Linked DNA regions of Mus musculus: all the other regions are linked to region 3. The links are chromatin contacts, called in public Hi-C and promoter capture Hi-C maps. All regions are on one chromosome and are shown on one strand. Each heading gives the region's core, a stretch centred on a gene start, on an enhancer-like site or on the middle of the called end of the contact. The rest is flanking DNA. Distances are from core to core; before and after follow the strand shown.

Region 1 (3,738 bases), core at 102-2,601, 1.6 Mb before region 3:
ACTCAAAGACAATGATGTTGCCTCTACAGGAACTGGGTTAGGGTTAGGGTCAGGGTTACGGTTACAGTTAGGATTAGGGTTAGGGTCAGGGTTACGGTTACGGTTACGGTTAGGGTTAGATGATGTTATCAGAGTTGCTGCTACCTTCTAACAAAAGACAGTCATCAAGTTATGGAATATTAGAACCTACAAAGATCCTAAAATCATACTTACTTAACTATTAATAAAATATAGATGCACGAGTCACCAACTGTTCTAGCACTTCTGATCTTTGTATGAACTCATTAACAGCCAGTCTCTCACAATGGAATTTACTGCTTGCTACTTGACAATCACACTGAACAAAAGAGAATCAGCCAGCTATCCTAAACACAGCTTCAGCTGTACAACATTACCTGAATGAGTGAACATTCTATGGGTTTTCTAACTCAGAAAAGATTTTGACGCATAGACTTTTCCCCACCCAGACAGATCAAGTGCTGTCTCTCCCTGCGATTCTGTAAGAAGAAGACAAGGGCCCATCTCAGAGACAACTGGAAAAGGGTTATAGATACAAAACAAAAAAAAAGTATCACCATCCCAAAGTTATATGTCAATTTTAAAGCTTAGCCTCGCCTAGTTAATAATAATAACCAAGCAGGTATGCTGCAACTGTTATCCCATGTATTCAGTGTGCTCTAACATTTATTCATTTGTGTCCTAATTAGTTTACGGTCAAAGATTCTCAGGAAATCACTCCAACGAAGCTAATGAAGAAATAGCTAAGTTCTTCTATCCGTCCATTGTAACTCAGCACCCTCTCTCGGTCTCTGCTCAATGACTGTGTGTAATCCAGGTCTATTTCATACCTTTACCTTTAGCCTCTCCTATGCTCTATGAACAAGATTAAAACTTATTTATTTAGTTCATATATCTATGTGTTAAGGCAGGAAGAATATAAATCATGTGTTATGTGAAGGTACAGGCGATTCGTCAAGGTCCGATTTGTTTATTTAATCTCCATAGCCTCTGAGTATACTTATCACACTGGTAAAATGAAAGCAGAAAATGGAAAAAAAAAGTACTACTGATACCCTGTTATACCCAAACGACTTCAAGTCTCTGAAGGAACTGGCCTCTACCCAGTTGGCTCTCTATCCCAGGACACTACTTCTGCTCTGTGAGAGGCACACAAGTGGGAAGGACCCAGCCCGCCTAGGCCCCTGGTGTTACCTCTGAAAGGCGAAGCCATGCTGCTCATAGAGGATGATGGCTACCAGGATTCCAAGGCCATGAAGCTTCATCCCAACAGTGACTTGTGAGCAAGCCCTTGGGGAGAAAGTCCCAGGTAACTAATTGCCTAAGAGCCTTCTTTGCACACTGGTTAAAGTGTAACAGTGGGCTCCCTCTGGCTCCCGCAGCTCAGTTTACTGAGCCTCCACTCCCACAGTCTAAAAGAAACATACACGTACAATTAGTTAGGTCGTCTGATATCTGAACCCTCAAAAAACCAAAACAACAAATCATGATGATGAGCTCAACCATTGTGTTTAATTTAGACAATTTTAATCCTGGCATTGTGGCATGACGTCATGAAAGTCATGCAATTGAACTAAACAAACTCAAAAAGGTTCATGCTTTTAGTAAATTTCTGATTTTGCTTTGGGCCTCTTATAAATGCATTGTAGCAATTTGCTAAACACATGAAACTCAAGGAGAATGAAGACTGAAGTGTGGACACTATGCCCCTCCTTAGATTTGGGAACAAGACACCCATGGAAGGAGTTACAGAGACGGAGTTTGGAGCTGAGATGAAAGGATGGACCATGTAGAGACTGCCATAGCCAGGGATCCACCCCATAATCAGCATCCAAACGCTGACACCATTGCATACACTAGCAAGATTTTATTGAAAGGACGCAGATGTAGCTGTCTCTTGTGAGACTATGCCGGGGCCCAGCAAACACAGAAGTGGATGCTCACAGTCAGCTAATGGATGGATCATAGGGCTCCCAATGGAGGAGCTAGAGAAAGTAGCCAAGGAGCTAAAGGGATCTGCAACCCTATAGGTGGAACAACATTATGAGCTAACCAGTACCCCGGAGCTCTTGACTCTAGCTGCATATATATCAAAAGATGGCCTAGTCGGCCATCACTGGAAAGAGAGGCCCATTGGACTTGCAAACTTTATATGCCCCAGTACAGGGGAATACCAGGGCCAAAAAGGGGGAGTGGGTGGGCAGGGGAGTGGGGGTGGGTGGATATGGGGGACTTTTGGTATAGCATTGGAAATGTAAATGAGTTAAATACCTAATAAAAAATGGAAAAAAAAAAAAAAAAAAAAAGAAAAGAAAAAAAAAAAATAAATGCATTGTAGCTTGTGGATAGCCGGGTAGACACACCTAGGAGATAATTAATCCCTCAGAGAAGGCCTGGAATATTCTCAGAGGATATGATCTGATTCACGGAAGACTCACAGTCATGAAGACTGCCGAGACGATCCTGGTCCATGTCATGGAGAAGCCTCAGTGCAGAAGAATGCTTTCTTCCTCTGACTGTGTCCTTGTCAACATTTTCAACTTAGGTGAAGATAGAAGGTGAGTTTGCAAAATGTGGCTTAAAAAGCTGAGCAGCAGGGTCTGTGTAGAGAAGACTCTAGAGTCTCCATTAAAAATACCGTTCTTCTTCTCTTTTCTCTTCTTTTTTTTTTTTTTTTTTTTTTGGTTTTTCGAGACAGAGTTTCTCTGTATAGCCCTGGCTGTCCTGGAACTCACGCTGTAGACCAGGCTGGCCTCGAACTCAGAAATCCACCTGCCTGCCTCTGCCTTTCAAGTGCTGGGATTAAAGGCGTGCACCACCACTTGCCCAGCAAAAATATCTTTCTTTAACCATAAGGAAAGATAGGCCCAGTATCATGGGGCTGGTACAAGCAGTAAAGAGTTTAGGCAGGCTCTGGGTTATGTTTGTTCAGAGAACGTCATCAAGGTAGCCACTATCTCAATGAAGGCCCTCCACCCATCACTGAGCACCATCTGACATTCGGTTCAGTCTCAGGTGGCATCTGCACTCTGTAAGCAGACAGAGTCCTGACAGCCTTCCCCACATACCGGCTTGTAAATACACTAAAATGTTCCTGAGATTAGGGCAGGGAAATTTACAAATGAGTCCATCCAGTTTTTCCACAACAGACACCTGGGGGTAGGGGTGGGGGGTGGGGGTGGGGGTGGGGGGACGTTTCAGTCTTCCCCTGAGATTTAAAGCCACCAAAGCAAAGTCACTGGGTTAAGATGACTTCCCCTGAAAATGGTTTCTGTAAAGCAAATCACAGGTAGAATAGATCATAAATCGGTGGTTTTGCTCTCCCACAGGCATGTGTGGAGAGATGGCAGAGAAGCGATGGTGAGAGAGAGAGATATTTATCTGCATAAACCTTTTGAGTAGGGCATGCTGTGTTTTCACATCCCCAAAATAAAGGAACATAAATTCAAATGATGAATACAAACAAGAGCAAATAAATCTGGGTTTCAAGTAAATAACAGACACAGAGATGAGGAGGAGGAGGAAGGGGAGGTGGAGGGGAAGGGGAGGAGTGGAGGGGGAGGAGGGGGAGGGGGGAAGGAGAAGGAAACTAGCCCAAGTAACTCTTCCTTTTCATTGAAAACAAACCTTTTTTTTTTTTTTTCATACAACATACTCTGGTCATGGCATCCCCTTCCTCATCTCTTCCCAGGTTTTCCCCACCTCCCGTCCTTCCACCTC
Region 2 (4,014 bases), core at 484-2,983, 1.1 Mb before region 3:
TTAAATGGCTCTAAAAACTACAGTTTATAAAATAAAAAAAAAGTTAAAGTATGAATAAGATATTTTAAAATAGGTTTAGTGTAGCTTCGTCCAGGTCACTTACATTCCCTAACTCATAGCAAAATTGACTTACTGACTTGCTTTGGACCTGTAAGCTCTAGTTACAAAAAGCATTCTTTTACTGGCATTCTATTTGTTGAAAATCTTTTATGCCATAATTTACTCTGTCTCCTTTGTGTGTAGACACACCAGTAGTTGCCATCGTGTTAAAACTGCCTACCATATTCTATACCTTGTACATGTTCACACTCCAAAGTACCATCTAGGTTGCATAAGCTGATTCTGGTATGCTCACCCAAGAATGAACTTTCTTAAGTTTCTCAGGACCTATGTTGTTTGTTAAGATACAGTTGCCTCCAGACTTAGTCAGGGCTTAGTCACAGACCTTTGACAATGGCAACACACTTTTGCTGCTTCACAATGAATAAGCATATTCTGCTGCTTTGGGGAAGGCATAAATTCACAGTCCTGACCACCATTTCTTTACTCAAAGCCTGTCCTGCCTCCCCCCCCCTCTATTTCATTCTTAGTTCCCAACTCCCCCACCCCACGCCCCTTTCCCAGTTCTTGTCACATATTTTCCCCCTAACTCATAGTCCCTAAATTTCAAACACATCTTCTGGGCTGAAAAATCTAAATCTGTCTTTTCATATTCAAATTTTAAGCATTAGTGCCAAACTGCTATGCATTTATTTCGCATCGCTATAGCAAAACCCAACACATTTAAAATTAAACTTAGATCCTTGCCTGTACAGCCTATCTTATATCTGAAATGTCTCAAAAGTTGAACTTTAAAAGTTTCGTTGCACGCGCCCTAAATCCCTGGAGAACCAGGCGTTCGAGAACAGCCTGGTATACAAAGTGAGTTCCAGGACAGTCAGAACTACAATGTCTCAAAAACAAAATAAAACAAAATCTCAGTATCATCATAGCAATTATATATAGCTAAGAGCTAATTAAAACCTTAGTCTACTTTCTTACTAGTATGTCCCACTACAAACAATACTGTTATAGAAGCCTGGGGTTTCATTCCTTTAACTTTTCAAAGAATGCCTATAGATTGCTGACCATTAGGCCTAATATGGCCTACATAAAAAATGGTGAATTTTATTAATTTTAAATAACATAAGTGCCATCTTTCTGACGACTCAACCACAAATCACCTATGGACGGCCGCCTACACCTGAATTTTTACCACTGGGCACGGCCTCGAGCGCGCTGCCCAAGACACCTCAGGGCCCTAGTGGCGTCGCCTGCAGCCCAGGCTGGGATCCCGGAGGGAAAGCGTTCCCCGGGCTCCGCGCGGGAATGCTCGGCGAAATGCCGTCCCGGCGGGCACTCCACCAACCCGAGCATCCCAGCGAGCCTGGCGCCCCAGGTCACACATTGTTTCCAGCTCCCCGAAGTTAAAGCGATTAGCAGGCCCTGCGGGACGAGGCCTGCCTTACCGCGGCGGGAAGGGTGCAGAGATCGTCACCATTCCCCGCTGCTATCACCACCGCAGGTCTAGGCGTCCGCGCACAGCCGCCCGAAAACCAGGTAGTAGAGAATGCTTGGGACTCACGACCCATTCCATCTTACCTCGGTGAGGGGCAGCTTCTAACTCGCCAGGGAAGAAGGTTGGGGCTTCCGCCCCGAGCACTGCCTCTGGCTCCGCCCACACCATATGTCCCGCCCCGGCCTCCGGGGCGGGTCCCACGTAGAGGCTCCTCCCTTTGGGCCCGTCCCCTCCTTTGGCCGCTTACTCTGGTCCCCTCTCACGGCCCCGCCCTCAAGTCCCTCCCTTTCTCTGCCCCTCTCCTCCCCAGCCCTCCCTCCTGAGCTGCTCCCATTCTGAGACACCGCCCCCAGGGCGCGCACTCTCCTAGCAGACCTGCCCTATGGATACACCCCAAGGGAGACTAGGAGTTCCCGGACCCCGACCCTCCCCTACAAGGCCATTCCCAAGAGACTTTTCGCCGGGTTCCTGTTTCCGCGGTGTGTCAGGATGAGCCAAAAGTGTGTCTGTCATGACACTGGACCTCTAGACCTCTGTAACTTGCTTCAGATGCTCCCAGAAGGCAACAAGAGAATGAGGCTCTAGTACACCAGCTGGCCTCTCCCAGTTAACTTGTGGAAAGGGCTTGTGTGGAACTCTGCAGTTGTTTGGAAACCTGAGCAGAAATTTCACATTTCCACCCTCATTCCACATCTACTCTGCACCTGCTTGATTTGGAGCTTCTAGGAGGAGGACACATTCATTAACTCTTTTCAATGTCCATTTTTTTCTCCCCTCTTCCCTCAATAAAAGTTGAACTGTGTCAGGGTTTCTGGTTAATCATTTACAGCAGTTCTCAACTTCATCCAATTTAACCAGCAAGTGTACTTTGTTCAGAAAATTAAATATTACAAGCAGTTTTTAAAACCAGTATTTAGGCTGCTAGGTTGTGGATACTATGTATAACCTGTAAGATTGTCTGGTTTAATAATCACGCAGCCTGTGCATTTGCAACAAACTGTCAGAAGGACCCAGTGCCTGCTCTGTGTGTATAGGCTCTCCATCTTAGTTTTGCTGGGGGACTTGCAAGTTATGTGGCTAGTCAGGCTAAAAAACAAGTAGGTGAGCTGAGCTCAGTGGAATATAACCTGTGTGGATGAGCTGCCACGCAGAACGTTGCTTTTCTGTGTCATGTGGCAGGCATTTGTGTACCTGTTTAATGGTTAACCAAAGAATGTTATTTTGAGAAAGCATTAAGGTAAATTCTTAAAATTATTATTATTAACAGAGTCTTAAATGTAATTCTGGCTAGCCTGGAACTTACTACGTAGACCGGCTGGTCTTGAACTCAGAAATCCCCCTACCTTTGTCTCCCGAATGCTGGGATTAAAGGTATACTCTATCACTCCCAAGCTAACTACTTTTAAATGTAATTTATTGGAAAGGTAATTTTTTTTCAAACTGAGTTTCACAACTGAAGTTATGAAAGATTACCCAAGTCTGCAAATTCTTTCTAATTGTTAAATGCTTGAACAAAGTTTAAAGGGTGTTCAATTAGTATCTTGATCTCTTTAAGGTACAAACTAACTCCAAAGAGTTCTTGTATCCATATTAGTGGTAATAATCATAATGACAGTTTCTCTCAGTCAGCATGAAATTATACTAGATCAAAACTTCTATTTTCAAGAACATTAATACTATATATTGTTATTTGGGTGTGAAAGTAAAGAAAACCGAATCTGAAAGTAATGTTGATATTTCTGATAATGAAAATGAATGAATAGTAATCACTTAAAGAAATATGTCCAAAATTACCTAGAGCAGTGGTTCTCAACTTTCCCAATACTGCAGCCATTTAATACAGCTCCTTGTATTGTGGTGACTCCCAACCATAAAATTATTTTTGTTGCTACTTTATAGCTGTAATTTTGCTACTGTTATGAATCATAATGTAAATCTCTGGTTTTGTTGTTTTGTTTTGTTTTGTTTTGTTTGTTTTTTGGGTTTTGTTGCTGTTGTTGTTTTGTTTTTTGTTTTTCGAGACAGGGTTTCTCTGTGTAGCCCTGGCTGTCCTGGAACTCACTTTGTAGACCAGGCTGGCCTCAAACTCAGAAATCTGCCTGCCTCTGCTTCCCAAGTGCTGGGATTAAAGGCTTGCGCCACCACCACCTGGCAAATATCTGGTTTTTGATGGCCTTACATGACCCCTGTGAAAGGGCCATTTGGCCCTCCAAAGGGGGTGCACCCCACAGGTTAAGCACTGCTGACCTCTAGGTCTGTGACTGAGAATATTCAGTTTCTCAGTTTGAATGAATATGAGCTATGAGCGGGATGCAACCAATAAAAGAACTCAATGAAAATGACGAAAACTCCAATCTGCTTCAGATCTGTGGGGATGGGAACTGTCTTGGCTTTCCAAAAACTTTATACACTGGGCTGGAGCATATCAGAAATGTATTTACTATGATTTTGAAGGC
Region 3 (4,212 bases), core at 372-2,871:
AATGTAAGGTGAACCAATACATGTGTGTCCTTAGAAAAGAATAGAGAGGTGGAGCAAAGGAAACCAATGCTCTAGCTCCAACTGTCTGTGTGGTCACATTTATACTCCTTCATCACGTGTCCAGTCACGTAGTAAATGTGCACTATATTTCTCAAAGTGTATCCACAGTATAGAACAGAAAGGACTAGAGAGGCATCCTCTGCTCTCTCTCCTTGATGTTTTATGGTTTTATGTATTTCTGATGACTTGAGATATGGGGCTTTGCTCATCACAGGGACTGCTCTCCACCAGAAACAGGAAGGGTACTATTACCTTCGAGAGACCTTCTATGCAGAACAAACAGAAATCCTTATTTCTGAAGACATAGAAGACAATCTGAATCATTGGGCCTTGCTGTTCCCCAGCTGAGCACATACATACACACACACACACACTCACTCGCAGAGAGAGAGAGATTTGCACAAAATTGGGCACATCAATATTCTCTCAATGTTCCTGGTCTGTAGATAAGTCTGGAGGAATTGGTGGTTAAAGTTCATTCCTATCTTGATAGTTCCTGATCCCTTGATTTCAGAAGTACAAAAAATGTATGTGGCATATGCATCAATCTATGTTCCTTGCCCCCAAACTCATCTATTGAGGCCCCAGGCCCCAGTATTTCAGAATGGAACAGTGGTTTTAAAGAGGTCACTAGGGGTAAATGAGATCCTATGGATAGGCTCTTGTCCAATCTAACTTACAGCCTTTTAAGAAAAGGACTAAAGGCCAGGCATAGTGGTGCATACCTCCAATCCCACCACTCTCAAAAGCAGAGACAGATGGATCTCTACATGTTTGAGGCCAGCCTAGTCTACATAATAAGCTTTTTTAAAAAGCCAAAGCTATATAATTAAGACTCTATTTAAAAAAAAAAAAGGCAGGAAGGAAGGAAGGAAGAGGGAAGGAAGGAAGGTCCAGGCAGTGGTGGTGCATGCCTTTAATCCCAGCACTTGGGAGGCAGAGGCAGGCAGATTTCTGAGTTCGAAGCCAGCCTGGTCTACAGAGTTGAGTTCCAGGGCAGTCAGGGCTATACAAAGAAACCCTGTTTCAAAAAAGAAAAAAGGAAGAAGGAGAGAAGGAGAAAGGGAAAGAGAAACAGGGAGAGGCAGAGAGAGAGAGAGAGAGAGAGAGAAAGGAGGAAGAGGGAAAGGAGGAGAGGGGAGGAGGAGGAGGGGGAGGAGGAAGGGGAGAAAAACAGGAAAAGATTAATGGCCATTTAAAGAAAAAGAGAAATTAATATGAGGAGGCCACACTCAAGGGAAGGGCATGTGAGGACAAGGAGACTTGCCATCTGCCAGCCAAGGTCAGAGGCCCTGGGAGAAGTTGATCCTGCCAACTCACTGATCTGGGCCTCTAGCCTCCAGAGCTGAGACAATAAGTCCTTATTGTTGAAGTCGAAGTCCATGGTACTTTTACCACAAGTGCAGATGGTATCAAGACCAACCGCTAAAACTTACATTGCCCAGGAAGACTTCCTCAGCAGGAAGCCACCCCATGATGTTTCTGATGCTCAGCCAGTCTGCCCGGGCTCGGTGCCATGACTAATCAGAAACAATTCCGTACAACAAACACTGACTGCATGCCAGTCACAGCGAGAGGCGTTGGCAAAACACTTCTAATTCTCCAAGGTCAGAGGCACTGGAGAGTGTACTCAAAGGACGGGTCAATCAGAAGTCCAACTTCAGCCAAAATCCAAGATTTCCTTTCTCACACATGTCATCGGGTTCTCAAACAACAAAGAGAGTTGCCTTGATCAGGATTGCTCCTGTCCGGGTGAGACACTAATAAGCCACCACTGGATGGAGAAAGAAGAAAGGCAACCCACAGAAATCCACATACTTGGGTTAGCGCCCTACAAAAGCCAAGGCTGCTCCCTGTGAGGAACCCCTAGCTTCAAGATAATGATGGAAAGAGAAAACTCAGTTCCAAGTCTGCCCCCTGAAACAGCTTCCCTCACTGAGGCCTTAAATTGCATTATGGGGAAAAGAAAAAAAAAAAAAAGAACAGGTTTGGAAGCATTTCAATAATATTCTCAGATATGCCCCCAAGAAGTATGGAGATGGGCTAATGCATACATGTAAGCTCTGACTGCACATAAATATATGATAATGCGGAAGAGAGGGAAGACAGGAAGAAAGATCCGGGGCTGCTGTACTTTTGTGACTGAATGCCCTGGCAGAGGTGGCAAGCTTGGGAATCTTGGGAAACCATTCCATCATCACAAATCCTCACACCAACATCCATGCTAAAAGAAGAAGAAGAAAAAAGTATCGTAGAATCTAGAGAGCACCCTTAATATCAAAGCCCCCCCCCAACCCACCAACTTGGAAATCCAGCACTACCAGGTGGTCCAGGGACAGAGCCCCTCTGTCAGAAGAGCTGAGCACTTAGTTCTCCAAGTGACAAAGCTCTAAGCCCAGCGATGGCAGCATGGCGCCAGATGGAGAGCAGGGCAGAGCAGTTTTCCCCTGATGTCCCTTTTGAAACATTCACTTTGTCTATGTCCTGCTCATGTGGAGAAAGCCGGTGGTTTACCATTCCAGGGTCCTTTCTCCAGAAGAACTGGCAGTTACTTTCAGGAACTGACTCTGCAAGTCTGAAACTCACCTTTGCCCTGTAACCACAGCCAGAATATGTGTCAAGTCCTAAGGGTCACCTCAGGTTAAACACCTGCTTGCCAGTCACCAGCTGGCTGTTGACCATGGGGACAGCAAACAGTTTTAGGTCCTCTAAGGACAATCCCTGCGGAGATTTAGAAACTGGGCGTGAGCCGGTTGTTAATGAAATACATAGCATAGCATGTGCCCAGGTTCTGATAAAGACTGGAGTGTCTGGCCCTAGCCATCTTTTCCATTGGCCTTAGATAAGTTACAAAGTATCTCTGGACACCTTTGTGCCTCCTGTAAGGAAGCAAATCTCTGTCACCCAGCTTCTGTTCCATCCATTGGTTCTTATTATCAGTTCTTCTTTCTTTGAAAACAATCATAGTATACATAAGACTAAGACTCCTATAAGCTATTAAAGGCACAAAGTATTAGGAATGCTACTTTTTTTTTACTGTATAGCGGCTATTTCTCTCTTTCCTGAGTATAAGGAGTGTGATGATATTGTTAGTTTGTTTCCACCTAAAAAAAAAAAAAAAAAAAAAAAAACAGATACAATAAAGTTCTAATTTTGATACCTCAGAATTTTGGAAATAGGGTTACTACAGATGCAATAGTTAATTCTGGGCCATAGTCCTACTGAGAGGGCCTCCTTACAATGGTGGCATCCTTATCAAAGGAGAAACTTGGGACTGGTGCCTACACAGAAGGAGGAAACTCTATGGAGATTAGTGTGCATGCCACAGAGCCAAAAAGCTATAGGAAAGCACAGATTCCTTAGTGCACCTCAGAGGGAGCAAGAGTGCCAGCACCTTGACCTCAGACTTCACTCCGGAACTTCAGGGGACTGAGTTTTGATGAAGTCACTGATATTTGGCACCCTGTTAGCTGTAGCAACTGGATGATGGAGGTAACCCCCACTCTAAAGTCAGACTGGTTCACTTCCAGGTCAGGGGGACTAGGTTCTGTGAATCAGGCACATCTGACATGGCTGGCAACTCAAAGCAGTAATGACCGCAAGAACCCCTACCCCACCCCCACCCAGCTGACCCGAGGCAGCACCAGCCAACAGGAATCAGCATCTGCCATGCCCGCAGCAGGGTCTGTGCATGGCAGCAAGGACAGCAAACTACCCATTCTGCATCTGGGTCATGGGGTTCACTATGGTTCACCCGAGTTGCCCAGTAATATTTCATCTATTTCCTTCTTGCTCCAACAGAGGCAGCTTTTGCTTACTCTAGATCCTGGTGCATGTTAGGTCCTTGGTGTTTATCAATGTTGATGAAACCTGATATTAAAGCTGACTGGGGAAGCTGGCTCAGTATATAGAGAGCAAGCATGAACTGGAGTTCCAGAATTCGAGTTAAAGTTGGGTGTAGCAACTTGCACCTGTGACCTACAGCAGAGACAGAAAGATTCCAGAGGCTGCTGGCCAGCCAGGCTATGAGAAACAGCAAGCTTCAGGCTCAGTGGACAGGCTTTGTCTCCAAAAGAAAGGAAGAGAGAAATAGAGGGAGCTATCAAAAGTATACCTCTAATTCCATACCTGGACAAACAAGCAAGAATATCC

The links. Promoter capture Hi-C pulls out the DNA fragments that hold promoters and counts their contacts. A called contact is a pair of places that touch in the nucleus more often than the background predicts.
Region 1: a Hi-C map of liver shows a contact between it and region 3, with 6 times the contacts expected there. The contact joins the promoter of Cpb2 here to the enhancer-like site in region 3. A contact is called at or near these places in 3 of 39 promoter capture datasets (liver and pre-B cells) and 1 of 484 Hi-C or Micro-C datasets (liver).
Region 2: a contact with region 3 is called in a promoter capture Hi-C map of liver, with 7 times the contacts expected there. The contact joins the promoter of Esd here to the enhancer-like site in region 3. A contact is called at or near these places in 7 of 39 promoter capture datasets (the 3T3-L1 cell line, the HPC-7 cell line, embryonic stem cells and 2 more), 2 of 484 Hi-C or Micro-C datasets (liver and stem cell-derived germline stem cell-like cells) and 5 of 115 datasets of contacts at active chromatin or transcription factors (the NIH/3T3 cell line, bone marrow-derived macrophages, cardiomyocytes and 2 more).

Annotation. Positions count from the first base shown.
Region 1 is chr14:75,239,900-75,243,637 of GRCm38.p6, reverse strand. It overlaps Cpb2 (carboxypeptidase B2 (plasma)), which reads right to left and starts at 1,351. Exons shown (of 11, transcript NM_019775.3): 1 at 1,213-1,351. The coding sequence starts at 1,283.
Region 2 is chr14:74,730,016-74,734,029 of GRCm38.p6, reverse strand. Esd (esterase D/formylglutathione hydrolase) reads right to left here and starts at 1,733. Exons shown (of 9, transcript NM_016903.5): 1 at 1,642-1,733.
Region 3 is chr14:73,630,215-73,634,426 of GRCm38.p6, reverse strand. No RefSeq gene overlaps it. Among named protein-coding and RNA genes, the nearest start is that of Sucla2, 80 kb to the right of the region's middle. Within about 2 kb of position 1,621, at least 51 of the 459 cell types and tissues checked have an H3K27ac peak or open chromatin away from gene starts, as enhancers often do. A contact at or near this core is called in the HPC-7 cell line and liver, where this site is marked.